4 separate regions of the Sus scrofa genome follow, and regions 1, 3 and 4 are each linked to region 2. Evidence: chromatin contacts called from public Hi-C data. All regions are on one chromosome and are shown on one strand. Each heading gives the region's core, a stretch centred on a gene start, on an enhancer-like site or on the middle of the called end of the contact. The rest is flanking DNA. Distances are from core to core; before and after follow the strand shown.

Region 1 (7,061 bases), core at 3,503-6,002, 340 kb before region 2:
TGGTAGGTGCTCCAGAAATATTTGTTGAATAACAAATGGGGTAATGTTCACTGTGAAATTTCCTTAAGAAATATTTTAATAATGAAGAGTTGAAACTAATTTTAATGCTCAAAAATTGAGATTAATTTTTAAAAACTTCAGTCTTTGAAATCATACTCAGAAAGAACATAATATATAGTGAAATAAAAATTGTGAAATGAATTATAGCTGACAAAGGTAGTTTACTAAATAGTGCAAAATATTTCATTAATTACAGGATATTAAAAGAACATATTATTTTGGTTATTTTGGGGGGTCAGATGAAAGGCTGTTTCTATTTTCATTCTTGGGATTTCAGGGGGTAATTTCTGAATTTTATTCCTTCGTAACCAAACTTGGAAAAAAAGGTACTGAAAATGAAAATGAATCACGTTTAAATTGCAAACTGGAACCTTCAACAGAGCATAGTTGATTCTTTGCCACGGACACCAAGTCATTTCCTTCTTTTCAGTGGCATTCCTATCACTACCCTGCATTTTTCCCAACTGAGATGACACAATGGAAAAGACATCAAACCCTGAGCCATAGGAAAATGGAATGTCAGTCTGAGCATCTGCAGATGAAGAATTAAGTCGTGGAGCAGGACCAGTGTAAGAATCTAAGCTTAGGTCATTTGCTAATCAGTTAACGTACTTTAAAAAAATTGTACACATAGTAATCTCTCTCTGTTCCTCAGCCTCTATGAAGGAGAAGGGACTTTGAGCAAATGTCCTTTTTTTTTTAATTTATTTAATCTTTTTGCGCCTTGATTTTGCCAACTTCACTATGGTCACAAGGCCAGTTAACTTCAAGAATCCAGCTGGAAGACTCCAACAATATTTAGCTACTAAGTTGAGTTTTTAGGGCTGCCTGATTACTATGAATCTTTTCTCTCTACCTGTCCCCTCCTTCCCCCTGCCCTCACTCAGGAAATAGCCAGGTCACCCCACAGTTAGCTGACCTACTCTCCCTCTCTAAGAGTAAACTTGCCTATGATGCCAGTAAACTTTATCCCTGAGTTTGAGCAAATGTCATTTAAATAGAGAAAAGAGGAAGATCAATTACCCCAAATTACTTCAGATTAGATCTTAGTCAGAACCCCTCCCCAGAGTGAAATTAGCTTCCCATTGGATTCAGGGTCAAGGTTGGAACCCACAGTCCAGGGATGACAGGCTCTCAGCAAAGACTGAAAAGCATCATTAACATCAAGCAGCCCTTCTTTGTCTTTTTCCCCTTCATCCTTCTTTGAACTCCTGGTTTTGCTTATGTTTCTCTGAAATCCTTAGAAAAATTCCTTTTAAAATAAGTGGGCATCTGACTCATTGGCCTACTTCCTCTGTTTTCCACCCAAGTGGTAAACAATGGGCTCTTTTCAAATGCGTTCTGCCTGTAAGCTGGGAACCTGCGTGCAGACAAGCTCATTGGTTGCAGGGCAGACTGCCAGATTCATGCTCTCTTCTGCTCACCTTCTGGGCTCTGCTTCTCAGTAATAAGGGCCACTTGACAAAATGCAAAACATTCTCATGGTCCTATGATAGAAGTTCACTGTCTCCTTCTCCCCTAGGCCCCCAGTGGAAACCACCCTAAATTCTCATGTCAGTGCCTTTGAGAACAGCCTTTCAAAAGATAACAGAAACAATGACAGGAGGTATCAGGTCCTAGTCATGTGATTTTTTCCATAAGGACTACCATGTTTTATTTATAATCATTTTAAATACTGTGTCCTCACTCTCCTCCTAGGTTTTTTAGTATGTAGATAGTGCTTGCTAGGGACGTGACAAGTTATGGAAAAACATAAGCCTAGTTTAAGACTTTGGGAACACAGCAAGTGGTGGTTGAATAGAGCAGTAGAATCAGACTGTAGAAAAGAGGAATAGGACAAAGCTTCGAGTTAAAAGGGAACTCATAGGACAAGAAAAACTGAATCCAAATGACAGAGCATAGCCAAAGAATATGAAAACATCAATTTGAAAAGATACATGCACTCCTATGTTCACCATGGCATTATTTACTATAGCCAAGATATGGAAACAATCTAAATGCCCATCAACAGAAGTGTGGACAAAAGGCAAGTGGTGTGTATGTATGTCTGTCTATCTGTGTGTATGTGCATATATATATATATAGTGAGAGAGAGAGAGACAGGGAGAGAGAAAGATAAAGAGAGGTAGAATGGACTACTACTCAGCCATAAGAATGAAATCTTAGCATTTGTGGCAATATGAATGGACCTTGAGGGTGTTGTGCCAAGTGAAATAATATATTTTATAGAAAATAGCTACATTTTCCAAAACCAAAACTACATTGTTTTATATTTTTGCAAGTTTCTTTATTGTCTGACTCAAAAGAAGACTAATTTTCATATCCACTTCTACAATCAATCTGTTCTACATTCAGTCTGTTGTGATATCATATGTCCTATAGGATCTGGAAAACACTGTCCACTTGTAAGAGAATAAGAATGAAAATGGCTATTTACTTCTTAGTGTTATTATGAAAATAAGCTTGACTCCTGAACCCTCTCTTTAGAGCTTTGGCAGGGACCTACAGGGATCCTGGTCTCTGCTTTGAGAAAACTCCATACTGTTTTCCATAGTGACTTTACCAACTCACATTCCCACCAGAATTGTAATATATTAAAAATATATAACGTGACTTTAATATACATATACATTACATTATGAAAGGATTCTAACAAATGAGTTAACACATCCATCACCTCAGTTACCTTGTTTTTTTGTGTTTTTTTGGTGATAACATTTGAATTGTACTCTCTTAGCAAATTTCAATCACATAATACAGTATTATCAACAAATTGACTATAATCACCATGTTATGCACTAGATCCTCAGACCTTATTAATCTTTTAATAAGGTTGTAACCTTTTATCAACCTCTCCCCCATCATCAGCCTCAGACAACCACACATTTTTATACACTGAGTGTGATTTTTTTTTAAGGTTCCTGGTATAAGTGATACCATGGAGTATTTGTTGTTCTCTTTCTGGCTTATCTCACTTAGCATAATGCCTTCCAGGTTCATCCCTGTTGTCACAAATGGCAGGATTTCCTTCTTTTTTAAGGGTGAATAATATTCCATTGTATACACAGACTGCATTTTATTTATCCATTCATCTGCCACTGGTTCCTTAGGTGGATTCTATACATTGGCTATTGTGAATAATGATGCAATGAATATGGGAGTACATCTATCTCTTAGAGATAATGATTTCACTTCCTTTGGATGGATACCCAGTAGCGGAAATGTTAGATCATATGGTGATCCTATTTTTAGTCTTTTGAGAAAGCTCCTTATGGTTTTCCATAGTGACTTAACCAGCTCACATTCCCACCAATGGGGTACAAGTGTTCCTTGTTTCTACACCCTTGCCAGCATTTATTTAATCTGATCTTAAATTTCAGATTTGAAAGGATGTCTTTCCCGACCTCAAAGAATAGGTTGGGTGCTCTTGTTCTCTGTTCCTATAAAAATTCCCTCTATGTTTCTCTCAAAACTTTCACCACGCCTCTAATCTAACCAATAATTTGCACAAGAACAGACCATGCCATCTTTATTCACAGTGAATTGCCAGTGCTTAACCCATATAGCAGGGTTAAGAGAATTTTTGTAGAAGAGAGGAAGACATGGAGGGACTAAGAGAAAGAGAGAGAGAGGGAGACCATCAGACACAGGGACACAACTTTCTGACAACTGCTGCTTTCCTTCAGCAGGATGTACACATATATATAACTTTCCACAGCAGGCAGATGCAGCCCTGAGTTCCATTTCCCTCTGAAAAAGCTTGAGAGAGAGAGGTGGGTAAAAGGCTGGGAGTGAGGAGACAGAGATGAGACAGTATAAAGTAACAGTTAGGAGCACATGTGCTGGAACCTTCCATTAACATAATCACTTGACAGGGCAGACTAAGTATCTACAACCTTCCAGGCATTCTTTGAGGCATTTGGGAACAAAATAGAGAAGTTATGACCTCAAGGAGCTTCATTCAGATGTGAACTCAACTCCAGCTTCCCCCTTTGAAAAAGGGTTGCCTTGGATTAGTTACTTAATCCCCCTTGCTTCATGTGCCTCAGCTGTTAAATGTGAACAAGACTTAGAAGTTTCTGGATGAGAACTAAATAAAAGCATCACTAAAATGTGCCTAATATAATGTACTCTATAATGTACCTAATAGGTATTTGATAAACGAAAATCTTTCTGGTGGCAACTCATATTCCAAAACTGAATATTTCAAAGTTGATTTATTCATATATGTAAAGACTGCAATCCTAGAGACCAGAAACCAGTCATTTACAGGATATCATTTTGATAGCTGGAGGGTGTTTACTTAGGGTCCCACCATAAAGAAGTACCTCTGGCTCCCTCCACACTTCAGAAGGCACCTGTATATTTTTTGGGGGGGCATGTCCATGGCATGCAGAAGTTGCTGGGCTAGGGATCAAACCCACACCATAGCAGTAACCAGAACCACAGCAGTGACAACACCAGATCCTTGAGCCACTGAACCACCAGGAACATCAGCACCTGGATGTATTCATGTTGTTCCATAATAATAGAGAATAAAACTATACAAGGTACTATCACAGTATTGAGCAATGTAGTCCTTCAAGGCAGGCTTTCTTTCCCATAGACTCTCTTCTATAATTATGCTGGAAGCACAAGACCACTTTAAGGAAAATATTCAGAGCCATCTATTTGTAACTTGACTATCTGCCACATGATTCATCATGTACCACAACATAGTGTTACTGAGATTTCTAATCCCGCCTCTGACTGAGTGTGGCTTAACCTACAAAATAGCATTACTAGGAGAGAGAAAAACTTTAGATTGGAATCTTTGATTTTTGTTTTCTCTGGCCACCTCCTTTTGGTAGCTTCTCTACAGTTAGGACAACTCTGAAGAAGTGAAATTAGAGGAAGAAAGAAAAGGGTTGTCCTATCAACTGATTTTGCTATATATTAGCAGCCTGGTAAAAACATTTGGAGTTAGAGAGTATTTTAAACATGGGATGAGATAAAGTTTGGGAATAACTTGTGTGGATTTAATTTCCTCAGACTACTCCCATTGTTTCTTAGCAGGAAATATTCATGAGTCAATGTCCAGAATCATAGTTGTTATTCAAGAGATGTAGGTTTAAAAGGAGGTTTGATGCTGTAGCATACCTCACTAAGTCAGACTCTTCAAGTTGAAGAGCAGAGTGATGGCTGAAGGGACTGAAACACATTTGGCTTTAGAATGTGTCAGGAAGACTGAAAGCTTCCATGTGGAAGTGAAATTCATTATTGGCAAGCACAGTGATGGGACACCCCAGAGGACAGAGCTTCAATGAATTGGTAGACCTCTGAAGCTAACTCCATGGCCTGGTTTGATCTTAAAGTCATTGTCTTGGATAATCCTCCCAAATCTGTTCCTACACTTAAGAGCCTCTCAACACATGACTGAGCTCTCCCTCTCAGGTTCTTTTACATGGACCTGTCAGAGGAGATGTCCAGCAAACACAGATATCATGTCAAGTCATCCAACAGATGTCCCTTTCAAATGAACTGGAGCAGAACCAACTATATGGAGAAGTCATAAGCAAGGATACACGCAACATGAGGATTTTCAGCAGACTGACATAGCTCTTTGGACAGAAAATGTAGTCTCTTGGGTGGAACACAAGCCATCCAGAGTGAAGGAGCAGCAGAAAACTGACTCTTGCCCCAACTGGGGCTTACACTGCCTTACAGGAGAGGCAGAAGGATGTTTTACAGCCTACACCCGTCATCATCTCAACAAAGTAGGCTTCAATTTCCTAGCTGTGTGAAATAACAATTTTTAATAACTTGGATAAAAGGATGTAGGAGAGAGAAACCCAGCGTCCAGCCCCACTGGAGCTGGTGACTCACTCACCATACTGGGAGGGGGTGGGCTGGAGCTATCAGATCTCTATTTCTGATTTCCCCCTTCACTGGCATCAGAGGATTTTATTGCAGGAAAACTAATACCTGACTGTGTTCCAAGTGCTAAATAAGAGCATCCCAGGCTGGTTCCAGGCCACCAGGAGGTTTGGGGTCACCAAGTCACAGACTATAAATTTGAATAGTTGATGATTTTTGCAGGTGACTGGGTGAACAAAGGAAAACCCAGGAGATACAAGAAGGTAGAAACTAGGAAATTTCTCATTTGAATTATTTAGCATATTTCACTGTGATGGTCCTCAATGTAAAAGAACTGCAAGCCCTTCAAATGAAGTTACTGAGTTTATGTTTGGGGCCTACAGTAGCATAGGAAACAACCTCACTAATACTGACAAAGCACTTCAAGGCACCAGGAAAAAAGGCCAATTTTTTGAAAGGGTATTTTTGTTGCTATTGTTTTTATCATCCAAATGGGCAATTAATCCTGTTTTAAAAATCAAAATACCAAATTGACACTGCCTGCCTCTGATTTAATTTTATTCTAGCAACAACCCAGAATTTATTGGGAACCTTCTATGTGTAAGGCACTATGTTAGGCATTAGGAATATATTATTTAATAATGTATTGTCCCTTGCTTCAAGGAATCTTCATCATATGAACAAATCTTTGTTTTTGCTACACCCATGGCATGTGGAAGTTCCCAGGCCAGGTTTCAAACTCGCACCACAGCAGCGACCCGAGCCACTAAAGTGACAATGCCAATCCTTAACGAGCTGCACCACAAGGGATTTCTCAATTGAACAACTTTATCATGCATTTATATGTTGAAATTATCAGAGCACTTAGCTCAAACTAGGGTTTAGATTAAACTTTGTAGAGGAGATCTTGGCTTAGCTGAGTTGTAAAGGTTGTGGAGATAAGTGTTCACATTTTTTGATAGTTGTGGCCTCATACAAAAAGAAAGAAAGAGAGGAGACGGGATTAAGATGTTGGAATAGAAGGACTGGAACTCAACTCCTCTCATAAAAACAAAAAAATTACAACCAAATGCTGAGCGATTTTCAACCAAATGGACTGGAAACTTTCATAAAGATATCCTACTCCAGAAGACAAAGAGGAGGCC
Region 2 (7,956 bases), core at 1,079-3,578:
GCAGAAATTGACACACTGTAAATCAACTACACCCTAATAAAAATAAAATTTAAAAAAAGAAAAAAGAAAAACAGGAGTACCATGACTTGGGCCGGGCCTTTGTGTTGGAGATAAGTAACTCCTATACATCTGTCAGCATTCTCTGACAAGAAAGCTCTTCCCTGCCACTCATCCGGTCACCTTCCTATTTGTAAGACTTGTAAAAGGTTACATTTCTTCTCCTTGTTTTGTGAGAAGAAGCCAAGTTCCAAGAAAACGCCAAGGGATTCCTACAGTCCCTTGGTCCCAGAAGTGGCTAGCCTGAAGGGCATTCCAGTTGCTCTATCCATGAAACTAAGACTCAGGAGATGAGCGTTTTATAAAAGGAGAGAGCAGTATCCTGCTCTTGTGGGCCCCGTGTGGCCCTCAAGCCCTCCACTCATCTGTATAAAATTGGCAAGTGGGCCAGAGGAACAGGGGGCCATCGGCTGCCCATCCTCTGAAAACTGTTCCTAAGTACCTGATACTATGAGCAGCAAGTAGGAAAAAAAAAAGTCACCTTTCAAGACGCAAACAGGATTTTAGGGAAGGTAAAGGGAGGGAGAGGGACGGGTATGGCTGCTGACTCGGGAATCTTCAGATCTGTTTGGCTGAATCATTACCTATGACTTCCCCTGCAGGAATCTGATTTGACTAATCATCCGACGAAGACTTCTTTCTCCCTCCCAGCATGTGAAATTCATTTGACTGTTAGGTTAAGTTATTACTTCAGCAACAAACAAACAAGAGTTTTGGGAACATACTTGTCATCTTCTAGAGGTGCTTGCTGTATATTGAGTAACTAAAAAACACTCTGTCCCCCACATGGCCCTTGTCACACAACACTCCCACACAAGAAAAGTGAAACTGCTGTTTGACGAATGTAAACTCTTGGGTGTTTCCAGCCCGTTAGGAGTCCAGCCAGGTGTGAGTGCTAAGGAGGGAAGTGAACCCCAGGGCTTTCCCTGGCTTGTGGCTGAGATCCTTATTTGGTGAAGTTACTACCTGTTCCCTGGGTCTGGGGGCCAGCCTCATGTGCTGGATCACAGCAGGGGAAGTGTGGCTGCTGACGTCCCAGCCCAAGAGATGAATGGAATTCCAAGCAGCTGGAGTCATGCTGGCTTGGGACCGGTGGCTTGGACACTAGATTTCCAATGACAGAAGCATGCAGCGGCAGCGCTCATGGCAATTGGTGCACCCACAGAAATGTAACCCACATCTCGGTTTCGGGAGCCGAAAAAATGAAAAGAACTTTGGGGTTGAAAAAAAAAGGGGGAAATAAAATGATAGGCAGAGGGTAATTTATGACTCTATGGGTCTGTTCTGTAAATAGTTCAAGACCCTGGAGCCAGATGGTGCTGCAAACCCTCCAAGCAGGAGTCACGTTAAGAAGCACGAGTGGGCACAAAAACTGTTTTTCAAGACACAATTTCAATTTTGGCTTGAGAGAAGTGGTAAAGAGCAAGTTTCCTTAACATTCCTGACTGAAAAGAAGCCATTTGCTCGCGTCCCCTAGATCAGAATTCGCATACCGCCCCCAAGCGGCCCGCTGTGGAAGCGCCGCAGCACTTGTGAGAAGAGACTTTTCTTCGCGGGAACTCGAGCGGCAAGCAGCTGCAGAAACGCTGCCCCGACGCGCGGTGGGAAGGCGAGCCCCATCCGTGGCCTGCTGGCCGGTGCGATACCGCACTCACGTCCCTCGAGGGGCAGGCAGGAGACAGAGTGGGAGGAGGGCAGGAGCGCGGCGCGAAGCTGACCGCGTGGTCCGCAAGTACCCAAGATGGATGGACAAGGGTCAACAAATACCCAACTCTTTCAAAGACTGGTCCCCTCTTGGTCCCATTTACCATGTCGGGCTTATTTTTTTCCATAAAATGGGCTCGATATCCAACAAGTGTCCACCCTTAGCCATCGCACAGGCATTCAAGGGAACAGGTTCCCCAACCCCCCGCTTGGGATCTCGGGTGGGTGGCCAGAGCCTCGTCCGCCCGGTATGAGCACACTGAGGACATCGGCCCGAGCGGCGCCACAGCCAAAGTGCTGAGTCCGTGAGCGCCAAGGCCGCGTGGGCGGGCACCTATTTTTCTGAGAAGTTCCAGTGCTTCTCGGCCCCGACACCCACCGCCCCCCTTCACCTTCTAACTGGAAAGTTGTGCGCCAGGCAGCGGGGGGCGGAGAGAGGAACCCAGACTGGCCCCCCTCCCGCTTCCTGCCCGGCCGCATCCTATTGGCTAGAGGAAACCCCAGGAATGTGAGCGCCCCTTTAAAAACCCGCGGCTCCGCCGCCTCACCAGCCACTGCACCCGGGCCGGCCGGCAAGCGCACTCCCCGGCGAATCTCCCTGCGCAGCCTCTGATACCGCGGCCTCCCGGGCGCACCGCTCTCCCCGCGCCTCTCCAGCGTTCCTCCGGTCGCTGTGTCCTTGCTTCCAGTCCCAGCTGCTGCACCCGTTTCCACACAGGTAAGGAGTCCCTGGGCGGCCGCCGAGGTCCAGTTCTGCCCTGGCCATACACCTGAAGCTACAGACTTTAGCTCCTGGCAGACCCCGGATCTCACACTTTTTGCCTTCCCCATCCTGAACCTCTCAGCCGCTGGAGGACTCTTCTCACGAAGAGCTTCAGAGCGATCTTCTCCAGCCTTGGGATTCAAAACCCAAATCGCCAGGGACACCCCAAGATTTTGTTCTTTTCCTCAAGTCCTTCCTAAACCTTTCTAAAAGTCCTCTAGAAAAATCTCTGCACCTTCATGCTGTCCCAGCTCCCCAAACTACATCTCCTGGTCCTGCTACTTACCTCACCTTCCCAAGGAAAAGCCCCCCCCGCCGCCCCCGGCTGCCTGTTATTGGTCTTGCCCCTACCACCACCTGAAAACCACAGTCTCCTCCCCTCAACTCCCTCATTTTCTTCCTTATGCTTTCTCCAGAGTCAATACTGTTGCCCCTCATTCCACCAAATGTGGGGGCCACGGGGCGGGGGGGCGTGTCCCTGAGGCTCTGGCCCCATGCCCAGCCAGTTTTGCTCACCCTCATTGATGGGCGGCCTCTGACCTGGGTTCTCTGTGCTTCCTGCTGCAGGCTCTCTGTTGGGCACAAACGCTCCACCATGGGGCTGGCCTGGGGACTCAGTGTCCTGTTTCTGTTGCATGTGTGTGGCTCCAACCGCATTCCAGGTAAGTCTGTATGATACCTTTTGAGGGGGGAGGGAAGAGGAGAAGGGAGGTCTGGTTACCCCAGGTGTGCCTCTTCCCGAGCCCTGGCTGAACCTCAGGATGCAGGTTCCCTCTGACCTGGTGTTGATTAAGCCCTTTCAGTGGCTGCAGGGAGTTTTCACCCCTGTCTTTCTGCCCCACCGGCCAGAGCTGAACCCCTACCTCCACCGCCCCCACCTAGAGGGCCCTGCTCACAGTGCTTCCTCCTCTTGTCTAACAGAGTCTGGGGGAGACAACAGCGTCTTTGACATCTTTGAACTCACCGGGGCTGCCCGAAAGGGCTCTGGGCGCCGACTAGTGAAGGGTCCTGACCCTTCCAGCCCAGCTTTCCGCATTGAGGATGCCAACCTGATCCCCCCTGTCCCTGATGACAAGTTCCAAGACCTAGTGGATGCTGTGCGAGCAGAGAAAGGTTTCCTCCTCCTGGCCTCCCTGAGGCAAATGAAGAAGACCCGGGGCACGCTGCTGGCCGTGGAGCGGAAAGACCATTCTGGCCAGGTCTTCAGCGTGGTCTCCAACGGCAAGGCGGGCACCCTGGACCTGAGCCTGACCGTGCAGGGGAAGCAGCAGGTGGTGTCAGTGGAGGAAGCCCTCCTGGCCACTGGTCAGTGGAAGAGCATCACCCTATTTGTGCAGGAGGACAGGGCCCAGCTGTACATCGACTGCGAGAAGATGGAGAATGCCGAGCTGGACGTTCCCATCCAAAGCATCTTCACCAGGGACCTGGCCAGCATCGCCAATCTCCGCATCGCAAAAGGAGGTGTCAATGACAATTTTCAGGTGAGGCTTCTTCCATTCCTGGTCCACAGGGCCGACTGCTAGGTAGCTGACTTGCCGAGAGGGCGGTGACAGGAGAGACCAGGGTTCCAGTAACAGGAAATACTGCCTGTGTGCACTAAAGCAGTGGTTCCCACTGTAGGTAGGGATGGGACCTAATAATTTGCATTTCTAACAAGTTCCAGGGTGAGGCTGGTATTGGTGTTCTGGGGACCAGACTTTGAAAACCACTGATGGAAACAAGAAACGGTTTTCCTCTAACAGCCTGTTCAAATCTTAAATACTCCTTATGCTCTTCTCAAAAAAGAACTTATTTCAGATGCATTCCACCAATTATAATATAACTTGAAGTGGATACTCACCACTTTGCTCTTTGATTCCTCATGGGGATGTAACCGGTCTCAAAAGGTTAAAATCACAGCTCTTTGCTGCTGCTTCTTCCTTGCTTAAATGTCTAGATCTTTGTAACTGTGGCTTTGAAACTCCCACATTTAACTCTTTGACACAGGAGAGTGTCATTATATCCTCCCGTCTTGGTATCAGGTTCCATTTCCTCTGTACCCAAGTAAGCTGGTAACTGAATTCTTTGTAAAACACTGACGACTTGGCAGAAGATACAAAAGGGAGTTCATTTAAACTTTTAGAGCATTGTGTGTTTTGCCTAGCATAAACAGTCTGCCCCCACCCTACTGACCCCCTGCCCCCCCACCCAACATTCTGCAAGCAATGTGTGTCCTCTGCCCACAGGGGGTGCTGCAAAACGTGAGGTTTGTCTTTGGAACCACACCAGAAGACATCCTCAGGAACAAAGGTTGCTCCAGCTGTAAGTATCCTATTTTTTTAGGGCACATGTAGAAACTGGGGCATTTCTACCTAAAACAAGCTGAGAAACTTAAGCAGTGGTGGTTGTGCATAAATTACACTGAGTAAAATAGTTAAGAGGTATACAAACATGACTCAAACAGCATTCCACACATCCATATCCCCTTCACCTCCAGCCCTTTCCCCAAATGAAATGTCTTTTATGATTAAAAACCCCAGGGATGGGCCAGTGAGAGCATCTGTTTGGAGATCTACAACTTTCCTCATTGCATTCCGTTGTTTCTTGGCAGCTACCAATGTCCTTCTCACCCTGGACAACAATGTGGTGAATGGGTCCAGCCCCGCCATCCGCACCAACTACATTGGCCACAAGACGAAGGATCTGCAAGCCATCTGCGGCATCTCCTGTGATGAGCTGTCCAGCATGGTCCTGGAGCTCAGGGGCCTGCGCACCATTGTGACCACGCTGCAGGACAGCATCCGCAAAGTGGTCAGTGGCCCTCGCCCCCGCCTGTTAGCATGAGCCCCTGAATGTGTATCACTAATGATGCCAACGATGGAAGTGAAATTGGACAGTAACAACCTTTTTCCTCTTTTCAGACTGAAGAGAACAAAGAGTTGGCCAGTGAGCTGAGGAGGCCCCCCCTCTGCTACCACAACGGAGTCCAGTATAGGAATAACGAGGAGTGGACAGTGGACAGCTGCACTGAGTGTCGTTGTCAGGTAAGTGGTCTCTACAGACAGAAACTCTAATCCATGACACATCTGAAGCCACAGGCTGTGGGGAAAGATCCAGATGGCCACACAGGCTCTTTTTATGTTCCGTGGCCTGATCCCAAAGTGGTGCCTTTTTTTTTTTTTTTTTTTTTTTTTTTTTAAGGTCTAGTTATGACCTTTATAAAATCCTTAAATACTCAATGTGTTTCAACCCCGGGCTAATTATACCCCAGGCTAGGTATCTGAAAGGCCATATCTATCCACTAAACCGTCTAAATAACTTGCCTGCTTTAGTTCAAGGGCTAAGTGTTGGATGTCAGGTAAGTAAAACCTAGTGGAGGACCTCTCCTGTGGTGCAGCAGGCTAAGGATCTGACGTTGTCACTGAAGTGACTCTGGTCGCTGCTGTGGGCATGGGTTTGATCTCCAGCCTGGGAAATTCCACATGCTGTGGGCATAGCCAAAAAAAAAAAAAAAAGCCTAGTGGAAACTTTTTTCCTCACCCCTGATTTGTATTCAGCTATGACAAGTAGATGCTCTTAATACAGTACTGATTGCTGTTGAAATCACTTAGCCCAACATCTGAGCTATAACATACCTAGCTCAGATGGCACTGCCTACAGTGTGTGTATCCATCTAGCTGTGCCTAATGGCAGGAACAGGGAGGTTTGAGGGAATTACCTAGCTCATTGAGTAAAGTCAAACTTAAAACAAATCATGGATTGGGGAACCAAAATTTACTAAATTCCCATTCTTGTCCAGTATAATCTAAAGCTAGAGCTATTCCTGAGAAAACAAAATGCTCATTGATCTTTCCCCCATAAAAATAAAATGTTTAAATTTTAAGGTCCTTCCTGGATGAGTTTTATGAGTTTGAATTCAGACACAGAGTGATAGATCTGACCCATAATGTGTGGTGGTTCCCATTGGATAAATTCTTAATGCTCCTGTGCATGAAGAAATGACTAAGTGGCAATTAAGAAAGAACTCTCCGAGGGATGGAGTGACAAGCAACTAGCACTAGAACTGTCTCTACATTGTTGATGGCTGCCAACATGACAGAGGCAGATCTTGTATTAAAATCATTCCACTAGAGCACTTACAACCCTGACCACGTTTACTTTTGTAATTGAAATGTGACAGTTTGTCAGCTTTTGCTTGCAGTATGCCTAGTAACCTATTTCTCTGTCACTCTTGCCCGGCAGAACTCAGTTACCATCTGCAAAAAAGTGTCCTGCCCCATCATGCCCTGCTCTAATGCCACAGTTCCTGATGGAGAATGCTGCCCTCGGTGTTGGCGTAAGTTCCTAAAACTTAACCCTGCTTCGACTACTGGTTCAGCTTTACCTAAACAGTGGACAGCAGAACATAATGCCAGTACCCCACCCCCACCTCCATCAGCTGTTTCCCTTCAGTTTTTTGCTGTAGCATCTGGCCTGTCTGCCACATAGAGCCAAAAACTCTATCATGATTCAACTTAATTACTTCCCCCTGGATTATGGGACAGGCAACAGTCTTGGTATAGCTTACTGAGTATGATTCAATGCTTTGAGGAAAGGAGAGGTGAATTTGTGGCAGCAAAGCTCTAAGATAGAATTTGACCTTATGGCCTAGAGTGAAGAAAAATCTGCTCACCGAGAAATTGATGGGCTTTGCTGCGAGCACTGGACTTACCTGGGCCTGAAAGTTCTGCCCATTTTATCTACAGGCCTAAGAGACCTCAGAGAAAACAGCAGTTTGAGTTTCAGGGTCCTCCATGAACTAGGGCACTGTACTGTTTCATTGCACCCAATCCCTGGGTTTTGTTGTATCACTTTGCTGGGACAATAGAGTAGGTACAAATCATTAAAATGATTCATCAAGACTAAGCTAAATAAAACAGGAATGAAGCACTTATCTTCACACCCACACCCCCCAGTTCCCCCCAACACACACACACCTTTGCACACTGACCACAGCTCAGAATAAGCAGTCATCTCCAGAGATGTTAGTGACATGGGCACTGCTGTAATCATTTGTTCAGCACTTTCTGTTCAAAATCCACTTCAGGTGTGGGTACAGGGAACAAAGCTAGCTGGGGACTAGCAGAGCTCCGAATTTGAATCAGGGAGTGCTAGGAAAACGTCCAACTGATGGCAGGAGAGGACAAGTCCCCTGTCTCGTGTCTGATACAGTGAGATGTGATTGTAGTCATGGTGCCTGGGCAGATGGTAAACAAACACATTTTCCTCTTGTGAAAATATGTGCAGAAAAAGCCCCACATACTAGGGTGAGAGAAGCAACATGCTGACTAACCTCATGACCAAGCCAGAGCTACAGCCAACAGCAGCTCTGCTGCCTTCAGGCGCATCTGCCAAACACATGGTCTCTGGCTCCCCTCAAAGTGACTCCTCTAAGTTGCCTAAAACTCAAGTAT
Region 3 (7,637 bases), core at 2,423-4,922, 300 kb before region 2:
CAGCTCCAGAGACATGGTTGTCTAATACTAAATCTTCTTCAAGAAAATAAAGTGAGAAAGGATCACTGCATTGATTTCCAATTAAATGCTTACAGCACACCCAGAACCAACAAACACTGTGTCCAGAATTTAAAACATTCACAAAGCAAACACAGGCCGTTTGACATACTTCTTCAAGGTGTTGGCCTTCTGGAAATCGTGGGGAATGTTATGACAAGAATCAAAGTCAGAAGCATATGTAGCATCCACACACAAACACACACACCTTTTTTATTAACCAGACTTAGAACATTCCCAGAATCTTTGGAGGGCAGATACAGAGGACAGTGGATGAGGAAGTGAAAGGTTAGGTGAAGTCCATCTACGTATTCATGGAGAAGGGTAGAAAATCAGAGCTCATCAAGCAACACTTTTTTTTTTTTTTTTTTTTTTTTTTGGTCTTAACACACTTTAATCCCTTGTTAGGTTTTGAGTTCGGAGTACAAACATCAACCACACTCTCCATGAAATACTGCTATCAGGAGAACTTTATGCCTCCATTTAGAACTTAAGAAGATCATGGGTTTGTCATGAGGCTCTGTACTATCTTGAAAAGCATAACATCTTAGCAGGTACAAAGTCTAAGCCACTTGCATATTAGTCCATTTCTCATACCCAGTCTCACCAGAGAGAACTGTTGGACCTTCCCCTCACTGCCTCCAAGGAGGATAAAGTTACAATTATTCCTTTGAGGATCCTGGAAAATCAAAGAAAAAACAACTAGAAGTTAAATGAAATTAGAAGCTATCCTTAGAGTGAAGGACATGAAATACTTCACTACCAGGGATTTCAACCTTTCCAGGGATCATCGAACCCCAAATGAAATCTAAATCCAAAGCCACCTGACAATTCTATTTTTCAAATGTGATGATAGTTTATATCTTTGTTCACACATGACTTCCAATTTTGAGGACTTCTGAGAAGAAAAGAGTGATACAAAACACAACATGGACAGGGAATGAAAAGTACCTTGGACACTGCATTTTGAACATGCAAACCCAGGAGATGCCAGGTCCTGACACTCCATATTTCTTTCTTTGATCTGACCCTTCAAACATGATCCACGTACTGGAAATTTCTTCAGTGTCCCTGGTAAGCTTCAAAGTAAACCACTGATTGGCCCCAGTATCTCCACATTGGCTTTCCCCCATTGCTTTTACGTATGAAAAATTTAAAAGAAAAAAAAAAAGAAATGAAAACTTAGGTGGGCATTTTTACATGTGGTTTTCATACTGTCCCTTAATCACTCAGTTTGAAAGTAAATTGCAGAGGAAAGAGAGGTTAAAGTGCTTGGGTTGGGATGACAGCTTTAGACTCCTATAAGCCAACATTAATGTGTAGAGTATTTAATACAATTCTGGAACATCTGCAGGGCAGCTGTCTTATGTGGACCAAGTTCACAGTAACCTTTCATTACATGTCACCACAGAATGAAAAACAGATATGGGGGTGTGACTGGTGTGTGTATGCATGCATATGCGTGTATGTGTGTGTGTGTGTGTGTGTGTGTGTGTGTGTGTGTGCGTGTGTGTGTGTGTGATTTGTAGGAAATCTAATTGATCTGGCTTAAACTGAAAACAATGACAAATAATTTGAACCTGTTTTTAAAATACAATTATGATTACTCACCAGGGATACGCTGAGTAATTATTAATGACTCAATAAGGTTGTTTTTCTCCACGTATTATGTTGGAAAAGAGAAATTCAGACAATGGTCTTGAAGGCAAGATGAAACAACTACATAATTCAAATATCCAACTAAGCTGGAAAAGCCTGGCTGACCTGAAGAATGAACCTTTCTGAGTGCCTGCTCAGGGTCTTGTGGTACATCTCAGTTCCTTTCTGCACCCTCAGTCTTGCCCTCGCTGTGGGCAGAGGTTCACCACTGGAGACCACATCTTGGCTTTCACCCTCTATTACAGCTTGCAGCCATAGAACTCTGTTTCTTCTCCTGATTCTTTCCAGCTGATCATTGAACAGAGACAGTGCCCCCCAAACGCCCACTCACTACTTTTAGAATGATCAGAACCCTTCTTTTAACTGTGTTCTGTGGACATTTTCTATGAGCTGCTAATTCTCATTCTATGAGAAAAGAATTCCATGCTCTACTAAATGCGGGAAATACCAAGTTAAATAGGATGCCTTACTATAGGACTTCTCAAAGCGTTTAATTTGCCAAGGTATATAATGGATCCAGGAGGAATAAAACAGGTTTGGTCCAGTTGGCTTTTTCCCTGGGGTTTAAATAACATTTTTCAAATTCATAAAACAAAATTGTCTTGGTTTTATTTTTTTCCTACCACTCAAAATATTTGAAAGTTTGAGTCAGCACTCAGAGATAATAGGCGATGCATTTATTCACCTCTGCAAAGCATCCTTCATCTTCTACTTAAAGGATTCTATGGAAAAATGAGAAGAGAGTTCATCCACTTTTGAGGAATTTGAAATATTAATACTCAAGCTCTTTCTGTAAATTTGCAACTCATTGCTATTTTGTTCATGCTGATTCTTTTTGAAATTATTTTTATTTTTCTTCCCTTTTTTCTATTCGACTGCTGTCACTTGCTGTTACTAACAAGTAAGAAAAATGTCTTTTGAAGACTTACTACTATCAACTATGTCAAGAATGGCAGGGCATACCTAGGCAATGTCACCAAAATAAAAAGGAAAGGTACAAATCTACTAAATGCTTAGACTATGAGTCAATCCAGATTAAGTGCCTCGAGTTGAACCAAGCAGGGGTGGAAATGACTAAAGTAAAAGACAGCCAAGCTACTGATAGTAAATTACAGCTGGAAATGAAATTAAACTCTTAAATTCAAGGTTTTGATCATTTGTTTTGAGGTGAGTGTGTGTGTGTTATTATGTAAAGGGTATAGGTTTGGAGGTAAGGCTTTCAATGGATAAAGAAACAAACAAGCTAGAAATTTTCAGTAAAATAAATGGAAAGTGGAGAGTGTATCCAGATGGAAAAATAAAAAATTAAAATTTAGTTTAAAAACAACCTAAGGGATCCAAAGGTCTGTAAAAGGAATAGTCTATGACTGGAGAACATGTCTAAGAAATACATAACTTCATCACTATGCAGATTGTACAATATTTCTTATGCAGCCTAATAAATGTACCCAAAGATAGCATTCTAAGCTACACAGAAAATACCAAAGCCCAGACATACTTCAATGCCAGTCTCTGGGCAGGCTGGCCTAAGGCAAGATATTCTGGAACACCTGGTTGGCTGGCAGACTTTCCTTGACGGCAGCATTTGGGGACCAAACAGGCATTTATTTCAGCCTCTCTGATCCCTTCATATGGTAAAGAAGCAATCAAAGAATACTGGCTTTATTTATTTATTTTTTTTTTTTTGGCTTTACTTTTTAAAGCATTGGTTTTGATCCACCTAAAAGGAAATGGTGGGGCGGGGGAGGAGGAGGGAAGGGGAGTAATGTGTTTCACAGCTTCAAATCAAACACTGTTGGAAAAATGTCCAGAAAGCAATTCAAAGTGAAAATATTTGCTTTCTGGCTGAACGGTCAGTAGCTTTTTATTGCAAAATGGAAATAAACAGTGCTCCTCCTTTATACCAAAAAAGGGCAATCTACAAATAGCCCAAATCCCAAAATAAAGGTATTGCCCAACAGACTAGGACATGATTCACTAAGGTCTTGACTTCAGTTTCCTCAATGGTTACAGTACATAGATTGGCATGGGGTGGGGTTTTGATTAGTAAAAAGTCTCAAATATTCTGAGTCTATACCCTAAAAGGCTATGGCCAGTGGGATCTGTGACTTTCACTCTGTTTATTGGACAGATAACCTCTCTCCTTCGCAGTGCCCTGGGAGGCTAAAACCCAGATCCAGACCATATGCAATGACAATAATTGGAATTCACACTAAAGTTCACTTAAATGAGAGATGTTCCTGTGAAACTGTTCAACTCAAGGTCAGTAGCTTACAAAAGAGAGTGTGAATTTCATTTCTTTAATAATTAGCAATACTGAGCATTTTTTCATGTGCCTGTTGACCACCTGTATCTTTTCTTTGGAGAAATGTCTATTTAGGTGGTCTTTTGCCCATTTTTGGTTGTTTTTTCTTTTTTTTTTTTTTTTGCCGTTTTAGGGCTGTACCCATAGCACATGGAGGTTCACAGGTTGGGGAAGAACTAAAGCTACAGCCACCTGCCTATACCATAGCCACAGCAATGCAGGATCCAGACCACATCTGCAACCTATACCACTGCTCACGGCATGACAGGTCCCTGACCCACTGAGTGAGGTCAGGGATTGAACCCACATCCTTGTGGATACTAGTCAGATTCTTTTCCATTGCATCACAATAGGAACTTCCTGACTAGGTATTTTGTTTTAATATTAAGTTGTATGAGGTGTGTGTATATTTTGTAAATTAACCTCTTGTCAGTCACATCTTTTGCAAATTTTTCTCCCACTCTGTAGGTTGTCTTTTCATTTTGTATATAGTTTCCTTTGCTGCACAAAAGCTTTTAAGCTTAATTAGGTTGTTTATTTTTGTCTTTATTTTCATTAATCTAGGAAGTGGATCCCCAAAAAATATTGCTATGCTTTATGACAAGGAGTGTTCTGCCTATGGTCTCCTCTAAGAGTTTTAAATTATCCAGTATTACATTTAGGTTGTTTGTATATTTTGAGTTTATTTTTGTGTGTGGTGTTAGAAAATGTCCTAATTTCATTCTTTTCTATGTAGTTGCCCAGTTTTCCCAACACCACTTATTAAAGAAACTGTCTTTTCTCCATTGTATATTCTTGCCTCCTTTGTCACAGGTTAATTGAGCATAGATGCATGGATTTATTTCTGGGCTTCCTATCCAGTTCCATTAATCTTTAAGTTTGTTTTTGTACCAGTACCATATTGTTTTGGTTACTGTGGCTTTGTAGTATAGTCTGAGTTAGGGAGTATGATTCTTCCAGCTTTGCTCTTTCTCAAGACTGTTTTGGCTATTTGGAGTCTTTTGTGTTTCCATATAAATTTTAAGATTTTTTTTGTTCCAGTTTTGTGAAATATACCACCGGTAATTTGATAGGGATTGCACTGAATCTGTAGATTGCCTTGGGTAGTGCGGTCATTTCAACAGCACTGTTTCTTCCAACTTCCAGTTCAAGAGCACAATGCATCTTTCTTTTTTGCTTTTTTATTTTTTGGGGCCACATATGTGACATGTGGAAATTCCCAGGCTAGGGGTTGAATCAGAGCTGCAGCTTCTGGCCTATGCCACAGCCACAGCAACACAAGATTTGAGCTGTGTCTGTGACCTTTCTGCAACACTGGATATTTAACCCACTGAGCAAGCCCAAGGATCAAACCCAATCCTTATGGATACTAGTCAGTTTTGCTACCACTGAGCCACAACAGGAACTCCCTATCTTCCCATCTGTTTGTGTCACCTTCAATTTCTTTCTTTCATCAGTGTCTTATAACTTTCAGAGTACAGGTTTTTGCCTCCTTAGGTAGATTTATTCCTAGGTATTTTATTCTTTTTAATGTGATGGTAAATGGGATTGTTTCCTTAATTTTTTTTCTAAATTTTCATTGTTAGTGTTTAGAAATGCAAGAGATTTCTGTATATTACTTTTGTATCCTACAATTTTAGAAAATTCATTGATGAGCTCTGGTAGTTCTGAGGTAGTATCTTTAGGATTTTCTCTGTATAGTGTCATGTCATCTGCAGTGAGGTATCACCCTACACCAGTCAGAATGGCCATCATTAAAAAGTCTGCAAATAATAAACACTAGAGAAAGCATGGAGAAAAAGAACACTTATATACTGTTGGTGGGAATATAAGCTGTTGCCACCACTATGGAGAATAGTATGGAGGTTCCATTAAAAATAGAGGTACCATATGACCCTGCAAGCCCACAACTGAGCATATATCTGGAGAAAACCCTAATCTGAAAAGATACATGTACCCACTGCAGCACTATTTACAATGGCCAATACATGGAAACAACCTAAATGTCCATCAACAGAGAATCAGATAAAGATGTGGTACATATAGACAATGGACTATTACTCAGCCATAAAAAGGATGAAATAATGCCATTTGCAGCAACATGGATGGACCCAGAGATTATCACACTAAGTGAAGTCAAAAGAAAATATGATGTCGCCTCTATGTGGAATCCAAAATATGATACAAATGAACTTATTTATAAAACAGAAATAGATTCACAGACAGAGAAAACAAACTTCAGTTTTGGGGAAAGGTGAGGGAAGGGATAAATTAGGAGCTTGGGATTAACATATGTCCACTGCTATATATAAAATAGATAACAAACAAGGCCCTACTATATTGCACAGGGATCTCTACTCAACATTTTATAATAACCTATAACAGAAAATATCTTAAAAATTTATAATAATTTATACATTATATATTTGTTTTATATAATATATATTATATATATTCTTTACATATATATCTGAATCATTTTGCTGCATACTAGAAACAACACAACATTTTATATCACCTATACTTCAATTTAAAAAACATTTTTTTAAAAGAGAATGTGAAAAATAAACGTAAAATCAATAATGCTTATAATGAGGAGATAAGAGGTGATAAGCAGGAAGGAATAGTAACAATATTTACTCATTCACTCATGTGATAATGTATTGAATACCTATTGCAATGGGCAATGTGGATGAGAAGAATAAAAAATCACCACCTGGTAAGGAAGGCAGGGAGTCAAGATTTCCTATGTAAACATTGATGTTTTACATCTAAATAGCACTCAAAAGGTTTTAAAGCCTTTTCAGCCACAGTAATCTCACTTGGTCCTCATAACAACCATTAGATATAGATCAGGCAAGCAATATATGAGAATACAAAGTCAGAAAGGTTGAGTTTCTTTCCAACCTTCCACATATAAGTGTGAGAACTGAAATGTGAACTCTGGTCTCCTGTGCCCCTCTATCTATCTAGAAAACTAAAGTAAATTAGGTAGTAAAAAGTCTTTTCATGTTCAATCACTCCAATAACATCTGTCTCTTACTAGATCTCATACTCTACAAGTTCTCTCTTGTCTTTCAAGCCAAGTCTTGATGAAAGGAATGACCCCAGACCATCTCAACTACACATTAGACAAAAATCTTCCCCAGAGCAAGCATGTCACCATGTGGGAAGTCACAGTGACCAGTATTGCAAATACAGAATTTGAACATCTAAATTGATAATGTTGCCTGTGAATTCATCCACCAAAGTCATATTTAATAAGAACCTACTATGTTCCATGTAAGCTTTCCCAGGCACAGGGGCCACAAAAGTGATAAAGACAGTCAAGCTTTCTACTTTCATGGGCAGGAAACAATAATCAAGGAAACAAATGAGTAAGATAATTGCAGTGAGTGTAAGTGCTTTGAAAAACAGTCCAGTGAGGTGATACAGTGAAGAAAAATGGGAAAGGGGATGCAGGATGTTAGATCAGATGGTCATGGAAGGTCTCTTGGAGAAAGCAGTATCTGTGTTGAGATGTGAAACTTCCAGCCTAAGGAGATCTGAGAACACATTAGCCAGAAGAAGCAGCAAGGGTAGAGGCTCAGGGTGGGAGTAAGCCTGAAGCGCCTCA
Region 4 (7,245 bases), core at 1,062-3,561, 420 kb before region 2:
ACTTATATGTGGAATTTAATGAAATGATACAAAATAACTTATTTATAAAACAGAAACAAACTCACAGATTTCAAAACAAATCTTATGGTTACCATAGATGAAAACACTGGGGGAGGGAAGAATTGGGAGGGGTGGGAATAACATATACACACTACTGTACAAAACAGATGATTAACAAGAATCTACTGTATAGCACAGGGAAATCGACTCAATGGTTTGTAATAACCTATATGGGAAAAATGGTTATATTTATATGTATGACTAATTAAGTTTGCTGTACACCTGAAACTAATACAACATTGTAAGTCAATTATACTCTAATACAATTAAATTTTTAAAAAAGAAAAAAATAAATAAATAAAATAAAATAAAATTCCTTTATAGCATCTGCTTTCTTCTCTTTTCCTTACTGTCTTCCCATCATCAACAGGATTGTCAGGGCCCACTGCTTTGTCATAGGAAGTTGAAGAAAATAACTAAATACAATTTATTTTAATTTGGAATGACCTGAAGCTTACATACACTCAGAGCTAGTGTTTAATATCTTTTCTGCCTGGTTATTCAGCCTATGGAAAAGGTGAGACAAATAAAAACAAAAATAGGCTCCTGCTGCATATGCACACAGATATCAGTGAGCTGAGGTGTATATGAAATAATGCTACTTTCCTCTTTATACTTTTATAAAGTATAAAACAGTCATTTCAGCCAAAGTTAAATAAATCAAATCATTGACCACAATATAGATATACTGCAAATCACTTTGTATCTCTACACACATGCATTTTTCAAGCAAGCATGGGGTTGAGTTCAACTTTTCTCATGCTCATTATAGATTGGGAGAAGACATAAATTGGGAATAAATTGGGAAGAAGGCACTTAAATAGCTAAATTTTATGTTAATATAAATAGTTTCTATATGTATAAATTAAATAACTAAATATTTAAATTTAATTATTATGGATTATCCAAAATTCTCATTATATTACCTCAATTAAGACTATTATAAGACTGGTTATAGGACTGTTACTTTTTACTGATACCACAATGCCATAAATTACTGAAGTGTTTATATTTAAACAGAAAAACACAATGTTGTAATTTTACAATTTCGAGATCTTGAAAACAGATAGTAAACAGTATTATCAATCACCTCCAGGCAGTGAGAAGGGAATGAGGAAAAAAAGAATAGGATAGTGTGATAATTCTCAAAAACTTAAATAAATAGATAGATTAATCACATTATTTCCTGCTTAAATGTTTGTTCTGGAGACAAGCACCCTGTTTACATATGGTTAATACACCATGAAAAGACAGTCTATAATCTAAACTACTGCAGATCCTGCCTACTTGATGAATATTGCCAGACATTAAGTGATTTTGAAGTAGTTGGATTTTCCTCTCTAATGTCAAAATCAGTTTGGCAAAACTTGGAAAAAATGTAATGAAAAGCAGAGGAAGATACTCCCAAAATTATGTAAAAATGCATTTGGAAGATAGCTTGGGTTATTCATGATAAAAAGCTTCAGAAAAATTAACCTTTGTATTACGAAAAACACTTGGAAAATATTTTTGAAATTTTGGTGACACTCCGTTCTTCGTGAAGAAAATTAATCATAGTATTGGTGGAGTGGAAAACACAAGGGAATTTTCAATGAAATGTTTTCTTTCTTTTTTACTGATGCAATATTTGAAATGGGAGCACAGGGCATATTTCTAAGCAAAGCAATTGTCAGCTAGCATGCCTCTTTTCAGCAAATCACCTGTGGTCCTTCTGAACAAATAATTGAGGACATCAAATTAAAAGACATGAACTTGGTCTCTGTTTCCAATTGAATTATGGTCTTCATTATTGAGTAAATAATTCAGAAGTCTTTTGCATGTTCTTCATGCGTCCTTCCTCTTTTCCAACAAGACACTTATCCAGGAAAAAAGGTTAAGAGCCTTTGTAGGGGTCACATGGAATCCAGATCAGAGCTGGGACCAGAGCCCACAGCATCTCCCTCCTGGCTTGGAGGCTACCTCTGGGTCACATCACCTGACTTGTTTTTCTTAAGCTCTCCGATCTCTAACTTGGTAGCATGGGAAAACTGTTCTGGTTATCACAGCTGGAAACAGCAACTCACTTCTGTGTGACAGGATCTTGGCCAAGCAGAAGCTAAAACATGGCAATGACTTCTATCTAAAGGTAATGACTGCTGGCTGTAATTCATGAGTTCCACACCACCACTCCCCTGCTCTGGCCTAGGCACTATCCATTTGAGGTTCCCTTGGTCTGTTGTGCCTGTAGGACAGAACCTCTATGGGATAGAGTTCAAGAACTTGACATCCTGGTTCAAGGAGCAGTCCTCAGGGAGAAAAGTCATGCAGCAGGACTGAGACAAGCTTTGGACACAGAAGCAAACCAACCAAGAAGACTTGGACAAATACTATTTACAAATTGAGCAACACTCCTACTGGTCATGCTATCGATGACTAATACACCCAAGTTTGTGTGGGTGCCTCAGAATCATCCCTCAGAGCAACATAGAGTGATTTCTTATTCCTGCCCACTAGTTTTTTCCATGACCTTTTCTCTGATGCTCACCAATACATGGCCAATCACACTAATTTGTGGAAAATGAGGTATGGAGGGGTAAGTGAATATTCAAATTGGCATTTCAGCTATAGAAATGAGTTAGAACCAAAAGGTATGATTTCAAGTCAAAAAACTGCCCTTAGTCTTTAAAAAAAAATTGATTAATTATATGGTCATGCCCAGAGCATACAGAAGTTCCCAGGTCAGGGAACGAACCTAAGCCACATCAGTGACAATGCTAGATCCTTAACCACTAGGCTACCAGGGAACTCCTGTCCTTAGTCTTTAAGTTCAGTTGTTTTTTTTTTTTCTTTTGTGCCAGTAGTACATGTCCTTCAGGAAACAGAAGAAAAAGAAAAGTTCAAGATTGACACTCTTCTTCTTGTACACAGCCAATTCTCCCTTTCTCTTGCTCTCTTACCACCTTCTTTCCTCCCTTTTCCCCTCTTCCTCATACACTCTCTCCATTCATTTATTCACTGATTCTTTCCATAAACAGTCATTAAATCCCAGATGATAGTCTAGATGCTTGAATTCATCAGTGATCAAAGTAGACAGAAATCCTTGCCTTCATGAAGTTTACATTCTCCTTTTTCCTGCATGTTTAATTAGCAGTGCTGACAGAGGTCAGGGATTCCTAATAGTACCTGTGCTGTCATTCTGGTCCTCAAGTGCTATCCTTCTTTCATGACACCTGCATTTTCTCTGCTTGGAGGTGAGGGGCATGCATAGGGTGGGAAAGGAGAGCTGCACCTCAGCACTGCAGACTGAGGGATAAAAAATTCTCAATCCTGCGAAAGGACAACACAACCAAACTAAACCCAAGTGCAACATCATAGTCCAGGTAGGCTTTCCAGTCCTCCAGATTTGAGGTTAAGTTGGAGGTTATTGGTATAATTCTATGCAGCATTAAGAGAAAAGGATAGGATTCCAAGTCACATAGAACTGGGCAAGTGTTTTAGTTCTGTGGTTGGGGGAAAGTCAAGTACCCTGTTTAGATCTTAGTATCCTCAACTCTTAAATGAATTCAACATAATTTATTTTGTGGGTTCTATCATTATTTTTTAATTAATTAATTCAATGAGTATTTATTAAGCCCTGATTTTGTACCAGGCACTGCTGTCAATATTGGAGATATAACGGTAAAGAGACGAAAATTTCTTTCCCTCATAGAGCTTACATGGAGAGAACACTGTCCACTACCATAGAAATCTTAGAGTCATCCTATGTCTCAATAACAATAACTGAAACAAAGACTATGCAGAAATGTTTGTAAAGCACTATCAAAATTAGCATACACCCACGACAGACATCTTCATCATGTTCTACCTTGACTTCTACACGGATGAACTCAACCAGGCCGAGCTCAACAGGGAAAAGAGCTTGAGTGAGTGATATTTTTCATACACCATGGATAACATGCATAACATCACCTACTCCTGCCTGGAAAGATGCTGCACATGTGTAAGTAAGAGAAAACAAAGTATTAACTAGTTATGATGGTTTCTGCTGGGTGTTCACTGAAGCAGATTGTCTGAGAGAGGAATCAGCCTAGGGAAGGCTTTGGGGTTGGGTGACAGCTGAGGTCATCCTGTGCCCAGGACATCTAATTCCTCCACTGGGAGATACTGTCTTCCACAGCCCCTTTCTTTAAAACCTGAATTTCTCAACTTCTCTTTGAAGTTGATTCACATTTTTTCAAACCTTAAAAACCATGCCCAAAAGAATGCTTGCTACAAAATTAATGAATGTGTGTCTCTATCTGATCAGTCAGGTTACTGAAAAGCCCTTGACATGATATTGAGTTGAATTAAAATTGCAGAGTTTTCTTCATCATTGAGTCACTTAGAAAGAAAGAAAAGGAGTTAGTCTGAAAAGATTAGTTTTCACAAGGCCATTTAAGTAACTACCAGAATTTTGCCAGAATCTTCACTAGTTCCTAAATAGACAATATGAGTTATCTTTATCTTTTTAAAAAAGGATTTTCTGGTTATATTCTATTTTATTTATTTATTTATTTATTTATTTATTTATTTATTTATTTATTTATTATATCTTCCTTTTACAGCTTTACCTGTGGCATATGGAAGTTCCCAGGTCAGGGGTTGAATCAGAGCTGCAGCTGCCAGTCTATACCACAGCCGTGGCAATACAAGATCTGAGCCTGATACAGGATCATACATGCCAGATACTTAACCCACTGAACAATAGGCCAGGTATCAAACCCAAATTTTCAAGGATACTATGTTGGATTCTTAAGATGCTGAGCCATGATGGGAACTCCTGGTTATACTCTAGCTTAAATTAAGAAGTAGATAAGGTAGATGTTACAAATAAATATTATGAACATGAAAAGATGCTCAACATCACTAATTATTAGAGATATGCAAATCAAAACTACAATGAGATATCACCTCATACCAATCAGAAAGGCCATTATCAAAAAGTCTGCAAACAATAAATGCTGAAAAGGGTGTGGAGAAAAGGGAACCCTCCTACACCATTGGTAGCAATATAAATTGGTACAACAGCTATGGAGAAGAGCATGGAGGTTCCTCAAAAAACTAAATATAGAACTACCATATGATCTAGCAATTCCACTCCTGGGCATCTATCCAGGGAAAACCATAATTTGAAAAGACACATGAATCCCAATGTTCATTGCAGCACTATTTACAATAGCCAAGATATGGAAGCAACCCAAAGGTCCATCCACAAATGAGTGGATAAAGAAAATGTGGTACATATATACAATGGAATATTACTCAGCCATAAAAAGAAATGAAACAATGCCATTTCCAGCAACATGAATGGAGCTAGAGATTATCATACTAAGTGAAATAAGCCAGACAGAGAAAGACATTTGTTATATGAAACCACTTATATGTGGAATATAATAAAAATGATACAAAAGAACTTATTTATAAAATAGAAACAAATTCGCAGATTTCAAAATCAAACTATGATTACTGAAGGGAAATTGTAGAGGAGAGGATAGATTGGGAGGATGAGATTAACACATATACACTGCTATATATAAAATAGAAAACTTCAAGGACCTATTGTATAGCACAGGGAGGTCTACTCAATGTTCTGTAAAATTCTATATGGAAAAAAGTTACATATGTTATATATGTATAACTGATTTACTTTACTGTACATCTGAAACTAATACAACATTGTAAGTCAACTATACTTCAATAAAATGATAAAAAATAAAATATTATGAGAAATTATCATCACTTTGGAATTTATATAAATTCTAAGAGTAATGAGTAATGAACCTACCCTATGTAATCTATGAATTCCATTTGGTGCCTAAGACTTAACGTGTCATGAAACTCAACTGATGTGAATGCAGAGTATTTATCCTGAGTTATTTTTCAAACACTATTCTCCTACTTCATTAGGCTTATTCATTTTTTCATTCCAAATATCACTCTCTCTATATCTCTGAAGACTTAAGAACTCCAAGAAAGCAAAAATATTTTGTTGTTGTTTTGTTCACTGCTATATTTCCAAAGCTTAAAACAATGCCTGGTAGACAGTAAATGCTCAGCATTCATTGACTGTTGAATGAGTTTGGATTTCTAACTTAAGATAATGATAGCTAATATTTAGCACTTTGTATGCTCAAACACTTTTCTAGGAAATTGACACATTAATTTATTTTATCCTCAAAATAATAAACCTCAGAGACACAGAGTGGTTGCAAATTTGTCCAAGTTTAGAGACAGAAGCAGAATTTGAATGCAGGTAGTCTGGCCCTAAGTTTCTGTTCTTAACTACTGAGTTAGTTAAGTTTCTGCTATTAACTCTCTGAGTTGGGGTAATTTTTTTAAATTAAGGCATCCTCAATTTTATATTTAAAAATCATATTATTATTAAATTAATAGCATTCTTTTATGCATTTAATATATATTTATAAAACCCAAAAGGTACAAAGAGGTGTAAACCTACATATCTCCTTCCTCACTCTGTCCTTTAGCCAATCAGAGGCAGTCAACTGAGCGCATCAGTCTATTCTGGCTCTGCACTCTCTAGATACAACTTTGGGCACACTATTTAATCTTTTTGTGCCTCGATTCTCTTGTATTAAATATGGGCATAATATTGAGAGCTCCTTCATAAACTTTTAATGAAGAATGAATTAATATATGTAAAATGTTTAAAATAGTACTAGCCACAAAGTAAATACCAATACATATTTGCTATTACCAGTTTCACTAGTTTTGTGTATCTTCCCAGATATTTTATTCATGTGCAAGATATACATATATATGCACCCATATTATGCACACTCTCTCCCTCCAACCACCTCCTTTTTTTTTTTTACAAAGAGTATTCTGTGCCTTGCTTTTCTCACTTCATGGTCTTCAAACTTGAATTAAAAAATAACTCCACGAATACATTTTCTTTTGAAGCAACCTGCTTCCATCCTTTCCAGTGTATCTCTTTTTGGGCAAAGAACATTAACTATGGCTTCCTGCTACTATCCTATCATTTCTAATTTTTGTAACAAAAATTAAGGAGTAACAGCCATGCTGGGGCTAACATGGGATTGAAATGCATTACAAAACTGATTAATGGAAAATGAGTGATAGTAATGAATTCTGACCTTCTGGAAACTCGTTTTGATCTCTGTGGCTGGAGTAGCACCATGAATTTCT

The links. Hi-C and Micro-C count contacts between places; a contact is called where the count stands out from the background.
Region 1: a contact with region 2 is called in a Hi-C map of embryonic fibroblasts, with 3 times the contacts expected there. The contact joins the enhancer-like site here to the promoter of THBS1 in region 2. A contact is called at or near these places in 2 of 5 promoter capture datasets (fetal liver and liver), 2 of 47 Hi-C or Micro-C datasets (embryonic fibroblasts and mesenchymal stem cells) and 1 of 2 datasets of contacts at active chromatin or transcription factors (skeletal muscle).
Region 3: a Hi-C map of embryonic fibroblasts shows a contact between it and region 2, with 3 times the contacts expected there. The contact joins the enhancer-like site here to the promoter of THBS1 in region 2. A contact is called at or near these places in 3 of 5 promoter capture datasets (fetal liver and liver), 12 of 47 Hi-C or Micro-C datasets (alveolar macrophages, embryonic fibroblasts, epiblast stem cells and 7 more) and 1 of 2 datasets of contacts at active chromatin or transcription factors (skeletal muscle).
Region 4: a contact with region 2 is called in a Hi-C map of retroperitoneal adipose tissue, with 2.6 times the contacts expected there. The contact joins the enhancer-like site here to the promoter of THBS1 in region 2. A contact is called at or near these places in 4 of 5 promoter capture datasets (fetal liver, fetal skeletal muscle and liver), 11 of 47 Hi-C or Micro-C datasets (embryonic fibroblasts, epiblast stem cells, fetal heart ventricle and 7 more) and 1 of 2 datasets of contacts at active chromatin or transcription factors (skeletal muscle).

What each region holds. Positions count from the first base shown.
Region 1 is chr1:132,083,557-132,090,617 of Sscrofa11.1, reverse strand. No RefSeq gene overlaps it. Among named protein-coding and RNA genes, the nearest start is that of THBS1, 340 kb to the right of the region's middle. Within about 2 kb of position 4,752, at least 3 of the 83 cell types and tissues checked have an H3K27ac peak or open chromatin away from gene starts, as enhancers often do. A contact at or near this core is called in embryonic fibroblasts, where this site is marked.
Region 2 is chr1:131,740,470-131,748,425 of Sscrofa11.1, reverse strand. THBS1 (thrombospondin 1) reads left to right here and starts at 2,328. Exons shown (of 22, transcript NM_001244536.1): 1 at 2,328-2,479; 2 at 3,092-3,186; 3 at 3,446-4,005; 4 at 4,750-4,825; 5 at 5,115-5,314; 6 at 5,425-5,547; 7 at 6,746-6,839. The coding sequence starts at 3,120.
Region 3 is chr1:132,038,711-132,046,347 of Sscrofa11.1, reverse strand. No RefSeq gene overlaps it. Among named protein-coding and RNA genes, the nearest start is that of THBS1, 300 kb to the right of the region's middle. Within about 2 kb of position 3,672, at least 9 of the 83 cell types and tissues checked have an H3K27ac peak or open chromatin away from gene starts, as enhancers often do. A contact at or near this core is called in embryonic fibroblasts, where this site is marked.
Region 4 is chr1:132,163,112-132,170,356 of Sscrofa11.1, reverse strand. No RefSeq gene overlaps it. Among named protein-coding and RNA genes, the nearest start is that of THBS1, 420 kb to the right of the region's middle. Within about 2 kb of position 2,311, at least 10 of the 83 cell types and tissues checked have an H3K27ac peak or open chromatin away from gene starts, as enhancers often do. A contact at or near this core is called in mesenteric adipose tissue, retroperitoneal adipose tissue and skeletal muscle, where this site is marked.